2 separate regions of the Mus musculus genome follow, and region 1 is linked to region 2. Evidence: chromatin contacts called from public Hi-C data. All regions are on one chromosome and are shown on one strand. The core of a region is the stretch at or near the end of the contact, and the rest is flanking DNA. Distances in the headings are between cores, read along the strand shown. Region 1 has its middle 47 kb from the start of Plppr4. Region 2 has its middle 76 kb from the start of 1700061I17Rik.

Evidence for each region. A called contact is a pair of places that touch in the nucleus more often than the background predicts.
Region 1: a Hi-C map of cortical neurons shows a contact between it and region 2, with 3 times the contacts expected there. The contact joins two enhancer-like sites. A contact is called at or near these places in 8 of 484 Hi-C or Micro-C datasets (Sertoli cells, cerebellar granule neurons, cerebral cortex and 4 more).

What each region holds. Positions count from the first base shown.
Region 1 is chr3:117,312,249-117,315,244 of GRCm38.p6, reverse strand. No RefSeq gene overlaps it. Among named protein-coding and RNA genes, the nearest start is that of Plppr4, 47 kb to the left of the region's middle. Within about 2 kb of position 1,709, at least 10 of the 459 cell types and tissues checked have an H3K27ac peak or open chromatin away from gene starts, as enhancers often do. A contact at or near this core is called in cortical neurons, where this site is marked.
Region 2 is chr3:117,152,691-117,155,390 of GRCm38.p6, reverse strand. No RefSeq gene overlaps it. Among named protein-coding and RNA genes, the nearest start is that of 1700061I17Rik, 76 kb to the right of the region's middle. Within about 2 kb of position 1,395, at least 28 of the 459 cell types and tissues checked have an H3K27ac peak or open chromatin away from gene starts, as enhancers often do. A contact at or near this core is called in cortical neurons, where this site is marked.

The DNA.
Region 1 (2,996 bases), core at 460-2,959, 160 kb before region 2:
TTTTCTAGCTGGGAAGCCTGGCTTGAAGTAAAATTCTATGTCTTCCCTAAAGAGGTGAACAATAGGAATGGTCCTGGGGACTGTTTAAGTCATCTTCACTCTTAAAGGCTACCTCTCCATCTCAGCTGCTAAGATCTGAGAAATCCTTAATTCTTAGAACAACCATTACAATTATGAATGTTGCACACGTGAGAAGATAGAATATGTGGGAAGAAATGTATTTACCTACACAACTGTCATGTATCATGGGGACATTGAGGACAGAGACATGGTTTTTGATCACTTCTTAGTCTCCCTCTGGTCATTATCTCACTTCAACCCATTGGGCAATGAATTTTTTCCTTTGTTTTGACTGAATCTTTCTTTTAAAGAATTTTAAGTAATATTTTCTTAATTGTTTGATCATTCTTACAATGTATTTTAATCATATTCATTCCAACCCATCTCCTTATTTCTCCCAATTCCACCCCATGTTTAACTCTATTTTATGGGGTTTTTTTTTTTGAGTTTTTTTTTATTAGATGTTTTCTTTATTTACATTTCAAAGGCTATCCAAAAAGTTCCCTATACCCTCCCCCCAACCTGCTCCCCTACGCACCCCCTCCCACTTCTTGGCCCTGGTGTTCCCCTGTACTGGGGCATATAAAGTTTGCAAGACCAAAGGGCCTCTCTTTCCACTGATGGCCGACTAGGCCATCTTCTGCTATATATGCAACTAGAGATACGAGCTCTGGGGGTACTGGTTAGTTCATATTGTTGTTTCACCTATAGGGTTGCAGACCCCTTCAGCTCCTTGGGTACTTTCTCTAGCTCCTCCATTGGGGTCCATGTGTTCCATCCTATAGCTGACTGTGAGCATCCACTTCTGTATTTGCCAGGTACTGGCATAGCCTCACAGGAGACAGCTATATCAGGGTGACTGAATCTTTGAACACAAGAACCAACACATTTCTTCTAAAAAGAACTTATCCACCATCTCTTTTTTTGAGAATGCTAGCAAATCTCTGTTGGACAAAATCAGTGTATTTTCTTGATCATATAATTTATAGCATGAACCATTTTGATGAAAGAAGCATTTAATTTTGATCACACACTGAAGTCCTTAGGAGCGGCTTCTCCCGCCACAGGTTTTCAACAGGTAGAAGAATAATTGAGTTGAACACTGTGAATAAAGACATCACTAAAATAAGTAAATGATATCATTTTATCTGTAGAAGAAAGAGAAATTAAAACACAGAAACAGATTGCTAGATGAGAGAGATGCCTCAGTGGCTGAGAGCACTTGCTGCTCTTGCATAGGACCTGTGTTCAGTTTCCAACATCTACAACAAGTGGCTCATGACCATCTGTAACTCTAGCTCCAGCGAATTTGACACCATCTCTTGTTCTCCATGAGAACGATCACATACACACACACACACACACACACACACACACACACACACACACACACACACTCATAAATTTAAAATAAAGATTCAAAAAGAAGAAAGGCTTGTCTAGTTCCAGCCCTTTCAAAATCACATTTCCAACCCTGAAGCTGAATTTGAACTATTTGTATTTTCTCTCTTTTTTTTTTCTCATCTGAAGTATATTTTAAAACAGTGTTTACATGGTATAAATCGGTTCTTGGAACAGGCTGTGTTCTTACAGTGCTAATGATTTAGCTTCAGTTGTTTGTTCAAATGTTCCCACCTCCACAGTGAGCTTCATGGAGGAGGTGAGTGGAAGTAAACAAAACCTTCGCATCCCACTGTGTATAACACCAGACCTAGAAGGCTCAGAAACCCTGTTGAAATTAAGCCACCAAGACTATTCTTCACCCTCAAAATTAGACAGCCAAGTGCCGAAAGAACCTACTGGTTTCTCAATACTTCGGGTGTCTATTGGGTGGTCCTGACATTTAATATTTCTTAAATACTAGACCAGTCTGGCTTGGCTCAGAATTCTTGTAGTTAGGGTAGTTATGAGACTGGAATGGAAAACTATGGCTGAAACCTTTTCAATGTCGCATGGCTTTCATTATATACAACCGAAGTGTTAAAGTTTGTTTTTGTGAGGATTATTGTGTGTAGATGTGTGTACATCACATATATGTGTACACATGGATTTACGGGTGTGTGTTCACACAGGTGGACATGCATGTATAGTGTTTATGCATGTATGGGTAGAGAATACGTAAGTTGATGTCCACTGTCCTCCGAAGTACTTTCCACCACACTTTTAAAGAGACAGAGTTTCTTGTTAACCTGAAGGCTACTGATTCAGTTAGACTGTCTGTCTAGTAAGCGTAAGCCCCAGGGATCCTACTGTCTCTATCTCTCCAGTCTTTGAATTACAGGCAAAAGCATTCTCCACTTAACATTGTGTGTGTGTGTGTGTGTGTGTGTGTGTGTGTGTGTGTGTATGTGTGTGTGCATCTGTGACATATGTGCATGTGTGACTTTATTGACTGAATCACCTCCCAAATCCCATCATTACACGTGTTTTAAAGAAAAAAATTACATTTATTTATTCTTTTTTTATATGTGTGAGTGCATGCCTGAATGTATGTGTGTGTGATATGCATATGTCTGGTGACTGTGGAGGTCAGAACACGGTGTGGGATCTTATTGAACTGAAGTTACAGACAGTTGTGAGATGCCATGTGGGCAATGGGAACCAAATTAGGGTCTTCTGAAATAGAATCAAGTGCTCTGGACCTCTGAGCCATCTCTTCGGCCTCATTTATGTGATTTTCAAATCTCTAGTCCTCTCCTCTCCCTGGATGCCTAGGCTCAATAATACAACTGCCTTGTTGGTTTCTATCTATGCTTAAATACCTATAATTATCTCAGATTTCATACTTTTGAAGTAGACTTCTTGATCTGACTTCTATGCCCAAATTTGTTTTTCGCTCGTAGTCATAGCAACATCCCACACCCACCACAGCTGCTGAGGAAAAGTTCCTACTACCATCCCCTCCCAGACGAAGTCCTATCCGCTTTTCTCTCAGC
Region 2 (2,700 bases), core at 146-2,645:
GAATTCCCATCCTCAAACCTCCACCCCCCATCCTCATACTGCTATCATATTGTGATAGAATTAATTAAAGTTTTAAGGCTTTAAATTACTCGCGGTTTCTGTGGCCAGGAGAATGGGACTTCTTAGTCTCCTATGTTTAGCTTAGGATTCCACTGCAAAGAGGAATTGACCTGTGACTTACAGACCTGAGCATGTAAATCGACACATGGTAACATTTTCCATTTTTCTTTGAGTTACAGGATTCTTCAATGCTTTGAAGCAAAACAGAGCAGAAAATCCCCTTATAGATTTCTCCATGTCCTGCTGCTTGTGTCTTTGCGTTGATGCCTTATACGAAGTTGTTATTCAAGGGTAACTTCCCATTTCAATTCTCTGGGACCCTTCGTGCAGAACAGTAACCAACTTATAGTTCAAGTCTATCTCATGTGATGGAGAAATGCTATGGCATGAAATGTAATATTTGCAACTGGCCATTATTCATTGTCAGACACCATTACAGAGAACCTGTCACATCTTGGCCCCTTGACTGAATGTTGGGGTACAGTGAGAAACAAACATATCTCTCCCATGGTGCTTACAGATTAATATTCCAATTCAGCTTTAGTTATATATATATGTTGTATAAGTATGTGATAAGATCATATGATGTTTCAAGTTATATCATTTTCTTACCCTCAGACTAAATGACTTTCCTTGTACAGCCACATTTAGACAAGATGTCTTTCTTTTCCCCTATATTCTATTACAGGAATACAATGTATATTATGTATATAATAACTATATATGTCACATGTAACTATATATAGTTAGCTATATATAGTTATATATGTCATATATAGTTATATATACATGTATAATGTATGTATATAGTTATATATATTTAATATATAGTTATGTATATCTAACTATATGTATGTATATATAGTTATATTCATACATATTCAAATAAAAACTACATTCTCCAAAGCTGCTCAATTCTAGTCTTACTTCAGCTACCAATTGGGCTTAGTTACCAAAATGCAAAACATCTCATACACCAGCTGTAATTAATTGGCATTGGGATTTGAGATCTTACAGATATTTCGGGTGAGGACATCAAGACTAGATATTTTTGGGAATGAAGTTAATCATAAAATCTATTAATAGTACCTTCCATAAGTTTAAGACAGGGGAGAATGTCAGCTATGCCCACTTATTTACACCTCCTGGAAACAAATGGAAATGTCAGAAGGAGGAATTACCCCAGAGTTACAAAACAAGCAAGGGCAAAGACATAGAGATGTATAAAAGCAAGAGGAAATAGGGAAACAGAATATAGGCTGGGAGAAGATATCAGGAAAAAAATGAGCAATAGAAATTTGGGTGGAGACTATGCAGTATCTTGAATGTCCAACATCCATGGCAGATGATTCATCTCTGGTCCTTTTCAGGGATCCTGACCACAATCAGCAACTCCACTCATGCTCCCTGCTGCTAATTCTTTTCTAAAAATAACTTTTTCTTCTAAACTTCTCACTAACTAAAGCATCTGTTCACACATAAGTCATCTCATTATCATTATCTCTAAGCTTAACATTTTTAAAATTCAACTCTAAATTTAATGGGCTTTTTCTTCAGTTACAGAGAAGAAAATAGTAAAATAATGAATAACACGGGGTCAGTCAAATATTTAGATCACTAACATAAATTCCAGCCAAACTACTTATAAGGACAAGGCTAAAATAGACACCATGTGTTTCTCTCACTCGGGGTGAAGGTGAATATGTTTAATTCACAACAGACAGGAAAATATTAGGTATGCCCACTTTGCAGAAATGTATTCTATGAAAAGTCAGTTGTCATTTTTTTTGTAACATTAATCCCCTAATATTCCCTAAATGGTTCTGCCCTCTAAATGGCTCCTTTTCTCTCAGCCAGCATGCATGTGTGTGGACACATGTGTGTGTGGACAGAGGGGAAGTGAGAATAGGGCAAAAGTGGAATGAAGCTATGATGCTATGATGCTTCCAGTGAGCAATGTACTGCAGGCTTGTGTCATTGTTGGCACAGTAAAATTACCTAATGTACTGAAATGACAAATCATTTCGTGCTTCAATTTTATGCAAACTGCCTGTGCTTTGAAAGACATACTCTGCAGGAAGGGGGCCTACATGGAGTACTTTAAATTGAATAGCAAATGAAAAGGGAAACTGGAGGGAAAAAAAAACTGTTTTGTCAAATATCTTCAAAATAGACCAGCCGAATGGAATGTTTATCTGTCTCTGCCACCTTGTGGCAAATACACATAATAGTTATTGCAAATCCAGTTTCAGGAAACTAAGCATTGCAGAATGACTGAGCATAAACACACTACAATGGGGAAATATAGATCACTTTTTATAGTTACTAACAAAATAATTGTAGTCACTGTGTGAACTTAGTGCAATGTCTGTGGCTTGGTTTAGGAGTGGTCGGAAAAGGGTGGTCATAAGCACACAATACTGAATGGCTCAGGCAGAAATGGGATAACTTTTGTTTTAGGCCTTTAAACCCGTGTAATGGTGATTATCTGTGTTTTACCCAGAGACTGTACAGGATTTTATGATATACGCCATTCAAACGGAATGACGACTATTTACCGAAGACAACTTGTATGTCAGATACTAGATTTGCTCTTGGGAAGAAACTAATAAGCAGAATCAACAAAGATGTTGCTTGCAT